Linked DNA regions of Ovis canadensis: region 1 is linked to region 2. Evidence: chromatin contacts called from public Hi-C data. All regions are on one chromosome and are shown on one strand. The core of a region is the stretch at or near the end of the contact, and the rest is flanking DNA. Distances in the headings are between cores, read along the strand shown.

Evidence for each region. Hi-C and Micro-C count contacts between places; a contact is called where the count stands out from the background.
Region 1: a contact with region 2 is called in a Hi-C map of lung, with 3 times the contacts expected there. The contact joins the promoter of MRPL23 here to the promoter of LOC138426842 in region 2. A contact is called at or near these places in 2 of 2 Hi-C or Micro-C datasets (fibroblasts and lung).

Annotation. Positions count from the first base shown.
Region 1 is chr21:65,855,196-65,860,787 of ARS-UI_OviCan_v2, forward strand. It overlaps MRPL23 (mitochondrial ribosomal protein L23), which reads right to left and starts at 1,843. Exons shown (of 5, transcript XM_069565797.1): 1 at 1,794-1,843; 2 at 19-141. The coding sequence starts at 1,810. It overlaps LOC138426850 (a long non-coding RNA gene), which reads left to right and starts at 1,967. Exons shown (of 9, transcript XR_011251792.1): 1 at 1,967-2,138; 2 at 2,216-3,291; 3 at 3,987-4,183.
Region 2 is chr21:65,719,479-65,724,974 of ARS-UI_OviCan_v2, forward strand. It overlaps LOC138426842 (collagen alpha-1(III) chain-like), which reads right to left and starts at 2,617. Exons shown (of 2, transcript XM_069565762.1): 1 at 1,807-2,617. The coding sequence starts at 2,381. All of the region lies in intron 1 of IGF2 (insulin like growth factor 2), which reads left to right.

The DNA of each region.
Region 1 (5,592 bases), core at 593-3,092, 130 kb after region 2:
GGGGCGGGGGAGGCTTACTCCATCGGGATCCGGAACTGCACAGTATCCTCGGGCTGGGCCGTGCCGGGCCGCACCAGCCGGATGAAGAAGTTGGTGCGGAAGACCCGGAGCTGGGGGTTGCCCAGCTGGTACAGAGGGTACCTGCAAGGGCGGGGGGGGGGGGGGGAGAGGGGTCATGTCAAACGCCCAGAACACGAGGCTCCCGGGACGCCCCGACAGGGTCCACAGGTCATCACGCCCACGGGGCTGAGGGGCCAAGGGGGCAGTCACCCTCAGGTCAGCCCTTCCCTCACGCGGTATGGGGCAGCCAGTCCCGTCCCCAGGGCAGCGTGGCCTGCTGACCCTCAAGGTCGGCCTTTGGAAAGAACCAGTGAATGATTCACGAGCGAACGACGTGCCCACCCTGCCCTGTCAACAGGCTCAGAGTCATGTGTTTGTTCAAAGTGCCGGCTGCACAGGCACACAGCCCCTGCGTGGCTGTCCCCCCGGAACGGGCCTCCAGCTCCCTTCCGCTTAGGTGAGGTGGGATCAGTCAGAACCAGCTTAATCTGCACTGGCTCAGTGCCGCTGAGAGGACAAGGACGGGGCCACCTCCACTCCCGCCCCCCACCCCCCGCCCCCCCTGTGCTGGAAGCACCAGCTCATCCTTGGCAAGAGTGAAGATCAAACGATAAAGGGTGAGCAAACAGGAAAAACAAGATAAGGGGCTCAGGAAGGCAGCGAGCAGGTCACCAGTTACACGCTCACTGCCCACCTCCCTCACCCCTCAAACCCCCAAAGAGGGGCAGAGACATCCAGAATGTATGGGCAGCCACCACCAGTGGCTCCAACCCACCCACTCCAGCTGGACCTACGCCCCCTTGGGTCTGGTGGTCGAGGAGGGCCACACTGCCAACCGGACCCAATCAGGCCTCGGGGCTCATGGTCCAAGGAGGTGGGGGTCCAAGGTTGGCAGGGCCTGTGAGGCGTCAGGGGTCCACTGGGAGCCCAGGGGAGGTGTTTCGGTGAGGGTGGGGACAGGGGCTGATGATGCCCCTGGGTCCTGGTGAGCAATTTGCAGCAGGGCACACGACCTCTGATCTGGGGGAGCAGCAAGCAGGAGGGAAGGGAAGCTTGGTGAAGCCAAGTCCCACGATGCCTCTGGGCCTTACAACTCTGGGGAGTAGGACCCGGCCAGGGGCCGAGGTCCTGGGTGGGGCATCCTGAGGGTGGCAGGGCCTGAGGGCCCTGACACAGGCTGGGACGCCCGCGGGCAGGCCAGTGATGAGCTGAGTGCCAGCTGACGTCGACTGGGGTCTCCTGGTGACCCCGTCGCACGTGGCAGCTGCCGGGACACCAGCAGCAGCACCTCCCGACAGCAGAGCGTCGGGCGCAGGGCGGGCGGGCCGGCGTGCCCGCCCACGGCCGAGCCTCGCCCTGTCCTCGTGGGGGCCGGGCCGGCGAGTGGCCACCGGGCTCGCCTCTTCCCCCTGGTGACCGGCCGCGGGCACTGCAGGGGCCACGGTCCGGGCCCCCGGGGAGCTGCCGGGGCGGGGGGCGCGCGCAGCCCGCGGGGCCCGAGGCCGGCGCGGCACCGGCCTCCCGCCCAGCTTCGCCGAAGGCCAGGCTCGACCTCGGGGGAGGCCCGGGCCCCGCGGGCCCCGCAACGACCCCCGCCCCGCCCCGCCCCCACGGGAGCCCAGACGCCGCGCGTCCCGCCGGGGCCCCGAGTCCCGACCCCGCGGCCCGGCGCCGCGAGCCCAGCCTGGGGGCGGCCACGCCCCCGACCCCGCGCGCCAGGACCCCCCACTCACAGCACGTTCCGCGCCATCGCCCGCTTCCGGGGCCGCGGCCGGAAGGAGGGGCGGGCCCAGCCGCCCCCCGGCGCAGCGCCCCCTGGCGCCCGGGAGGGCGCGCGCCGCCCGCACACCTGGGTCCCACCTGGGCCCCAAACCCTGCACACTCAGCGCCCTACCTGTGCCCGGCAGCACACCCTAGTGCCACCAGCCCCACACGCCCTCCCTCCGCTCCGGAGCCCAGCGCACCAGTGGACCACCACGGACGCCCCTGCGGGTGCCCTGTGACTCCAGCCTAGTGCCCAGGGACACTGCGGGCCACCCACCACCCAGAGCCTGCCGCCCTTCCAGCTGGTGGCCCAGGTGGGAGACTGGGGAAGCGGGGAAGGTGTGAATTCGTGGGAGGCCCCAGTCAGTAAAGGATCTGCCTGCCGACACAGGAGACCTTGGTTCAATCCCTCAGCTGGGAAGATCCCTTGGAGAAGACAATGGCAACCACTCCAGTGTTCTTGCCGGGAGAATCCCATGGACAGATTAGCCTGGTGGGCTACAGTCCATGGGGCGGTAATAGCTGGACACAACTGAGCGGCTAAACCACCACCTCTCTCCACCTGGCCCCGGGAGCTACTTCCCTCTACCGCCCTACCCCAGTCCTTCTGGCCAACTCCTCATGCCCTGAGACGCCCCCCAGGGACCCCGCAGCCATGCCTGCCCCCCTAGCCTCCCTGAGGCCATTGGCTTCTCCAGGTCGCAGCTGGCCCGCCCTGCTTTCAGTCTTGGCACAGCCCTCACTGGGGTCCCGTCACAGAGCGGGATCAGAGACCCTCCGTTGCTCCCCCCACCCCCAAGTACACACAACAGTAGACCCGGGGGGAGCAGGGCCCCAGGCTGGGGGTGGGACGGCAAGGAGGCAAGAGCGGGGAGCCTGGGAGGGCGCAGGGGCTGCTCCTGGGGGCCCCAGGGCGGGAAGGGGCTGGAGGGCCCCCCTCACCGTCATGCTTGGTGGGGGAGGCCCTAAGTGGGCTTGTCTAGGATGAAGAAACCGACGGTGGGGCGCGGCTGCTGGGGGGGTCAGCTGTGAGTGGGGGGTGGTGTGCCTGCTGGGGAGGGCAGGGGAAGGCCAGGCAATGTCTGGCCGCAGCCAGGGCCCAGCAAGGCTGACGGTGACCGTGGCAGGGCCCTGGAGGTGAGGAGAGGGCAGGAGCTGGAGGACGGGGGTCCCCCAACCTGGAGGCTGGGGAACTTTCTGTTTCATTTGTAAAGCTTTGACTCAGCGGCCACATGCCAACCCAGAGGTCTCCAAGTTGCTCCTAACGTGGCTGCAACACACGGATGGGAGACGGCGTGGGTCGGCGTCCTGCTGGTCCTTGGTAGGCGATGCTCTGATCAGTGAGGCTGAGAGCACGGAGGTCCTCAATGGGGTCTCAATGGTGTGGACCCCACAACACTAGACCCCTTCTCTGATTGCCTGCCGGCTGGATCCTTCCCCTTCCGGCCTAGGATCTGTGAGTGTGAGGTGAGTGGGTCTCGACCCCCACAGCCCGGGAAGCCCGCGGGTGGCCTCCCACCCCACTTCCCCCACACTCCCCCCGGCCTGGGTCATCACCTCCCCGCCTTCCCAAGCAGCACACAGCTTCGGGGGCTGAGTCTGCCAAACAGAGGAGAGGGTGCCAATTAAATTCAAAGCTCAGATAAACAACTGTCTTTATTGTTTTTTAATAGACTCTTTAAAGAATGATTTTAAGTTTATAGGGAAATTGCTGAGAAAGTACAGAGGATTCCCATACACTCAGCTTCTCCTGCCCCTCAGCCTCCCATAGCATCAACACTTACACTAGCGTGACACACACGTGGCAGCCGATGGAGCAACGCTGATGCATTGTTGCTAGCTGAAGGCCATAGTGGGCTTGGAGATCCGCTCTTGGTGGGCATTCTACAGGTTTTGCCAGATGCTCAGTGACCTGTGTCCACGTGACAGCACCTACGGGGAGAGTTGTTGCCCAGAAAACCCGCAGAGCGGCTCCTGTCCGCCCCGCTCCTGACCCCCACAGCCGTGGGCCATCCTGCTGTCTCCGCAACCGTGGGTCTGCTTTGCCAGACTGTCCCCTAGTTAGGGCCACACGCTTGGTAGCCTTGGCAGACTGGCTCCTCTCTCTCGGCATCTACATCTCCTCTGCGTCTCTTCACGGCTTCTTCGTGCCTTTCCTTTAGAACTGAATGATACTACGTCAGACGACCGAGGAAGCGATGGCTGGATGGCATCGCCGACTCGATGGACGTGAGTCTGAGTAAACTCCGTGAGTTGGTGATGGACAGGGAGGCCTGGCGTGCTGCAGTCCATGGGGTCGCAGAGAGTCAGACACGACTGGGCGGCTGAACAGAACTGACCTGCAAGGCCATCATCTGAGGTACTGCGGAAAGGTGCCCACGCCCCCACTGAGGGGTATCCTGATGGTTTCCCATGTTGGCCGTGATGAATAAGCTGCCGACTCATCCAGGAGCAGGTTTTTGCAGGGACTGAAGTTTTCAGCTCTTTGGGGTTAGGAACCAAGGGTCGTGGTGGCTGAACCGCGTGGTGTGTGTGCTGCGTCGTCAGAGGCCGCCTCGCGCTCCCACCAGCCACGAGGCGGCCTTTGCTGGTGCCAGCGTTTTGGTTCGGGCCTTACAGACGTGTAGGGACAAAGTTCTTTTATTTTAGGCAAACATTTTCATGTGTTAGATCTGACGTCCTGACATGGGTTCCCCCCCAACCCCGAGCTTGGTGCCAGGGAGACCCAGCAGTGGCCCTGGGGAGGAGGCGCCCCCCATGGGCAGGTGAGGATGGGGGTGGGCAGGAGCCCCCCCGGGGGGTAGCCTCCCTGCTGTGTTTTGCAAGCCAGACTGGGGAGTGGGGGCTTCTTCCTGAGAGTAGTGGGCGTCCCCCGAGGGCTCCAAGTTGGGAGTTGTGGGGAGGGAGGTAAGACAAGCCTGGAAGTGCCTTGGGGCTGCTGCTGAGGCCCACAGTGCCTGAACAGATGAAAGAGTGAGGCACACTGGACCGGCCGGGGAAGGTGCGGGCAGCAGGCGCGGAGGTGGGAGGGGCTGTGGCTTTACAGGAGGCCATCAGAGAGCCTCTGGAGGAGCCGGCATTCCCAGGGCACGCAGAGGCCGCGTGCGAAGGCCCCCAGCCACGTGACAGAGGCAGAGGGCGGGGTGGGGGGGCGAGCCCCGGGCCCGCAGGTCTCCCCAGGTTCACAGGCCCAGAAGCTGAGCAGGTCTCCCCCTCCTGGGGTCGGGGGGGCTTCATCACAGAATACAACTGAGGAAGTCATTGGCCACTGACCGTGTGCTCACCCTCCGGCCTGTCTCCCCTCCTCAAGGCGGTGGGGGTCCTGGAGTCCCTCCCGACTCAGGGCAGGCTCTCCTGCCGTCAGCCCCCTTCCTTGGGTCTTTTCCCAGAGCTTCCCCGTGAACATCACTCCAGCAGCACAGAAGAGGGACTCGCTGTGAACATAAATGGCAAGGCCCCCATGTCCGCTTCACGGCTCTCGGGGGTTTCAGGACTGGGGAGAAAGGCAGCAGGCGCTCTCACCGGTGACGCTGTCTGGACCCCACTGCTGGGGCGCCAGGGGAGGGAGGCGTGGGCCGGGGCTGGGGGCAGCGCCAGACATGTGGGTCTTAGGAACCTCAGCATCACTGCCTGCGCTTGTAACCTGGGAGACTCCGAATGTTCCAGAAAGTTCCGAGGGCCGTTCTGAAGAGGGAGGGGGAGACCAGTACCCTCTGACAGAGGGTACGTGCAGTCGAGCACACGTCTCGTGGGAGATGTTTGTAATGG
Region 2 (5,496 bases), core at 1,367-3,866:
TTACGCATTAAACCCAAAGCACAGTGACCCTCTTTTTGAATCATAAACAGTGTGTGCTCTGATTTCCTGAGTTCCACAAAATTGAGAAGATGGTTTCTGGTCCCCAAAACTCAGCGAGCAATTTTTTTGGTGGGTCATAAAGACATAGGGCACTCATTTCTGGGGCTCTCCAAGCTTCCTGCCACTAATCAGGTTCCTTGAAATTTAGACGCTGTTACCCAGGCCCCCCAAACACACACAGCACTTATCTGAGGTGTGCTCAGTTGTGACCGTGGGTCAGGCCGGTCCCCCCAAATCACGTCTCTCTCAGGTCCCCGGGGTCAAACCAAGCACAAAACAAACCCTTGCACAGAGCCTATATCTTGTTTTACCAAGTTCTTTTGAGTGACCCAGTAACCAAATATTCTGAATATTTTCTCCGCCTCATAACATTCTGAATATTAAAAAATTCCCTGGGCCCCACGAGCTGACTGACAAGAATCCGGGTTTCCTAAAATTCAGCACTGATCCCAAATTCCAGACCAACCCAACCGATACTGGACCTTTTCCCGGTGCCCTCTGTTTGGACACACTGGGCTCTCAATATTAGGCATCGCCCTCTCTAAGCTCCCCAAACACATTCAGTGTCACAGAAAGGCACTATTTCTCGGGTCCAGAGCATTTCTCCAGGCACTCACCGAGTCACCCCAAACCCAGTCAACACTTCCTGGGTCTCAGACACTGCCGATCTGCTGTAGACCACCAGGCCCCACCACCTAGGAATTCTTAATCCTTTCCCCCTAAAACTTCGATATTGACCCTCTGTTCTCCTGGGGACTTTGAAAGACTCCTTTGGAGCCCAGATTCAAAAATTATTTTCTGGGGCCTCCGGATTGCGATGCTGCCTGCTAGCCCTCCAAAATAAACTGAGACTTTTTGCCCCTTCTCCACAAAACAACTGAACTTTTTTGAGCACTGATTTATGGGTCCCCTGATTTTATGATCCTTACCCTGAGTCCTAAATTTAGGCAATTTTCCACAGGCCTCCTAAAATGAAATTGCCCAGATACCGAAAAATACCCCCAGGTCCTGGAAATCTCAGGTATCCTAGGCCTGCGTCCTATAAGACTCCTTGCTATTAACCAGGTTCCCTGAAATTTAGATACCAGTCTCTACTGAACATTTCCCATGGATCCCCCACACTTTCGCCAGTGCTTCCTAGGGGGTCCCCAAATGCAGACAGTGCCCAGGAAAATATTTTTTTTTCCTGTTCACCAAAAATAAACTAATCGAAACCCATTTAAAAATTAAAATATTAAAAAGACATTGATTTTCTGCCTTCTCCAAATGTACTGATCACACCCTAGGTTGCCCCAAATTTAGACTGTGTTTCTTGAGTCTCTCAAGGACATTGAGAATTTTTCCAGGAGCCACAATTATGGAAGTGATTTTGCTCGGGCGCTGCAAGCGTCCACTAACCTGAATTTCTAAATCTTGGAAATGATTCTCCACTCTGCTCCACCGCACCTGGATCCCCAAGGCCCACCCACTGTTTTTCTTCCCCGAATTTTAGACCCTTTGCCCTTTTGGAACCTCCCAAGTTCCACACTGAGGATTTTGCTCCGGTCATGGACATCCGCAGACCTACTGCCCTACAAATGGGGCTGCCCCACGAGCCTGCTGACCTACATGCCTGGGTCCTCACAGGGTAGCCTCGGCTCCCCTGTCCCCCGGCTGCACGGAGCGGCCTCCGCGGCCCCCAGACTCGGGTTCTTTTTCTGGAGTCTCGAATTTAGTCATTAATCACAGCTCCTCACCCCGACGCACCCTCCTTTGGGTCCCCACTTCAGGACCTTCGTTCTCTGCCTTGCAAACCAGGCGGCTCCGCACTGCGTTCCCGGCAGTTGGGCATTGCTCCCGGCCCCAGCGCGGTCTCCGCAGCTTCCGCGGCCCCGCACCCCGCGGGCACCGGTTCTGGGCCTCTCTGCGTCTGCTGCGAAGTCCCCGGAGCTCCTTGGATGCGGGAAGTTTCTCTCGTCCTCCTCACACACATTCGGTCGGGCAGCTTGTCCGCCAGGACGTAGGCAGGGCTTCTCCCGCGTCCAGAACGACTGGGCATTGCCCCCAGTTTCCCCCAAATTTGGGCATTGTCCCCGGGTCTTCCAACGGACTGGGCGTTGCCCCCGGACGCTGGGGACTGCCCCGGGGTCTCGCTCACCTTCAGCGCGCCTACCGCCCGCCGCAGATTGCTCGCTCGCTGCCTCGACTCCTCCGCGCCCGCGGACGCAGCCTTCGGCCTCCAGCCTCGCGGTGAGCTCCCCGCCGCCTCGCGTCCGGGCCTGGCTCCCAAACCCACCCGCCGCCGTCCCGCCGTCCCGAGCGGCTGCTGGGGACACCGGCATGGGGCGCGGGAGCCGTGCGGCGGGCCAGCCCCTCGGCCGACCCGCGCGCTGGGTCGAGCCCCGGAGACCCGCGCCGCTTTCCTTTGCTCTGTGCAAAGATCACAACGGGGGTTAAGTGCCTCGGCGACCTCCAAGCGGGGCCGGCAGGGCGCAGGGCAGGAGGGACGCGGAGGAGAGGCGCACCCCCGCTCAGGCGGCGCGGCGCCTCCAGCCGCCCGGGCGCCTCCAGCCGCCCTGCGGAGGACTCGGGTAGGCGCGCGCCGAGCGCGGGAGACGTGATTGATGGCGGAGCGAGGGGGCGAGCCGGCCTCGGGCTTCCGCCGCCGGCAGCCCCTTCCCCTTGGAGAGGCGCGCGTGGTCGCGGCTCCTGGGGCGGGCGGGGCGCGGGGATTCGTGCGTGGTTTTGACTTGGTAAAAAGAAAAAAAAAATCACACCGACTTCTTACATCGTCCAAACCCTCTAGGAGATGGTTTCCCCAGACCCTCAAATGACCGTGGTGGCCCCCGGGGCTGAACCCGAATCTACGCAAGTCCAACGCATAGAGGACGGGGGAACCATTATCCGGATATTTTGGGTGGGCCCCAAAGGCGAGCTGCTTAGACGCACCCCGGTGAGCTCGGCCATTCAGGTAGGATTTGAACGACGTTTCCCGCCCTGCTCGTCTCGCCCCTGGCACACAGGCGCAGCCCGGGCCGGCCCCATGCCTGGCCCAGATTCGGGCCTGGCCCGGCTGGCCCTCTCCACGTTCCGCACCTGGCGTCCGCCGAGGCTCCTCCCCGGTTCCCGTGCGGCACCGGGGGGCGCTCGGGCTCCGGCTGCAGCTCGGGGTGCTGCGCCTGCTCGGGCAGGTGGAGGCTGCGCGCCTCGCCCGCGCCCAGAGACTCCCCACTTCCCCAGCAGGTCCCCGGCGGGACTCGGGGACCCGCCACCTGGGCCCGCACACACAGGGCACCGTCGCCGCCTAGCCCCCCGGTGGGGCGCGGGGATCCGGCCGTCGCTAGGGCATGTGACGCCGCCCACCCTGGTCGTCCCGGGTCCCCCGTGTGCTGTGTCGGGACTCTGGCACCCCGGAACCTCAGACAGGGCCCCCAAACACTTTAGAATAGTGATTCTAGATGTCTTTCGAACTCTGAGGATCCCTGCCCCCACTCCAATCTCGTCCCCGCGCACCCCACAGCCCCCCCCCTCACCGCTGCCCCCCGGGACCCCAAGCCTGGCCCCCCCTTGGCTCGAGTTGCAGAGGCGGTTCGGGGGCGGGGCGAGGACCCCTCGAGCGCCCATTGGCGCGGGCACTCGGCCAGCGGGGCCCGAGCGGGCGCCGAGCCGCGGGTGGCTCGACTATAAGAGCCGGGCGTTGGCGCCCAGAGTTCGCCTGCTCTCCGGCGGAGCTGCGTGAGGCCAGGCAGGCCCCCGGCCCCCCCTTCCGGCCGCCCTCGCCTCCTGGCCCTCGCCCGCCAGCGCCTCCACCCGGCTGGCGGCCCCGCGTCGACGCCGTCCGCTACGCTGCTGACCCCCATCGCGGGCGCCGTCGGCGGGGCCGCGCTCCGCCGGCCTGCGGATTCCCCGCCGCCTCCTCTTCGTCTACCTCAACGCCCGTCCCGCTTCGCCCGAGGAGGCGGTCCCCCCCGCAGGCAGTCCGGCTCGCAGGCCGCCGGCGTTGTCATCCCCCGCGCTCCCCCCCGGCCCTCCCCCGGCGCGCAGCCCGGCCGCTCCCCCTCCTCGCTGCGTCCCGAGCGGCCCGGGCGCCGCCACCGCCACCCCCCCCCCGAGGCCCGGGCTCGCGACGGCCGAGGGCTCCGTCGGCCCAAGCCGAGCTGGGCGCCCGCGGCCCGGGTGACGCCTCCGCTCCGCCCCCCTCAGCACCTTCCCCGGCCCCCGACGTTGCGCCCTTTCCTCGGCTTCTCTGCGCTCCCCGGCCCCTCTCCGGCCTCTGGTCCCGGCCCCCAGTCTTCTTCCGCAGCCTTCCCTTCGCTCCCTCCCGTCCCCCCCAGCTCCTTGCCTCCAACTCCCTCCCCTTCCACGCCCGCCCTCTCGCCTTCGCCGTCCCAAAGTGGATTAATTATACGCTTTCTCTTTCTCTCTCCGCTGCACTCTCCCGCTGTGAGCCTGCCCGCCTCTCGCTGTCCTCTCTCCCTCTCGCCCTCTCTTCGGCCCCCCCTTTTCACGTTCACCCTGTCTCTCTCACTATCTCTGCCCCTCTCTGTCCTTGATACAACAGCTGACCTCATTTCCCGATACCCTTTCCCCCCCTAAAAGTACAACATCTGGCCCGCCCCGGCCCGCAGACAGCCCGTCCTCCCTAAAGAATCAGACGAAATTTCCCCCCCCCCAAAACAAGCCATCCCCCCGTTCTGCCCCGTCGCACATTCGGCCCCCGCGACTCGGTCAGAGCGGCGCTGGCAGAGGAGTGCCCGGCAGGAGGGCCTTCGCCCGCTGTTCGGTTTGCAATACGCAGCAGGAAGGTGGGCGGCTCCGGTGCCGGCTTCCAGGTAAGCGGCGTGCGGGCCGGGCCCGGCGGGGCGGCGGGGCCCGGGCAGACGGGGCTGGAGTGCTGGCGGTGGCGTCCCCCGGGGCGAACCCCGCGCCCTCCCTCGCGCCGCGGAGGAAGGGGCGAGGGGTGGGGGGCGGGGGAGGGACTTGGGGAGCGCCGGGGGAGGTGTGAGCTCTGTGCACGCCGACTTCCTGGTCGCCTTGCGGGTGCAGGGGGCTGTTACTGAAAGTTTGTGATTTGTGCCGTGCGGGGGCAAAGGCGGGCGTGGGCGGGGGCTGGGGGGGGGCGGCGGCCGTGTAATGAGAAGGGGCGCAAATCTCAGAAACCCACCCTGGTATGTTGACTCGCTGCCAGCAAGACCGAGAGAGGAAAACTGGGTGGGCGGGGCCAGGATGGAGCGAGGGGGGCCGAGTTGGCGAGAGAGTCCCGCCAGACGCCACATTCCCTCCGCGCCCCCCCCACCGCCTCCCTCTCCCGGTCCCCGACATTTCCAACCAGGAATCTGGGTGGAGGGGGGCTGGTCCAGAGCTCAGAGGGGCCCGGAATGGACCGTCCGGAGAGGGTAACTGCCCCTGCCCCCGTGGGCAGATGGAAGTTTCCATACAAGGAGGTGGAAAGCAGCC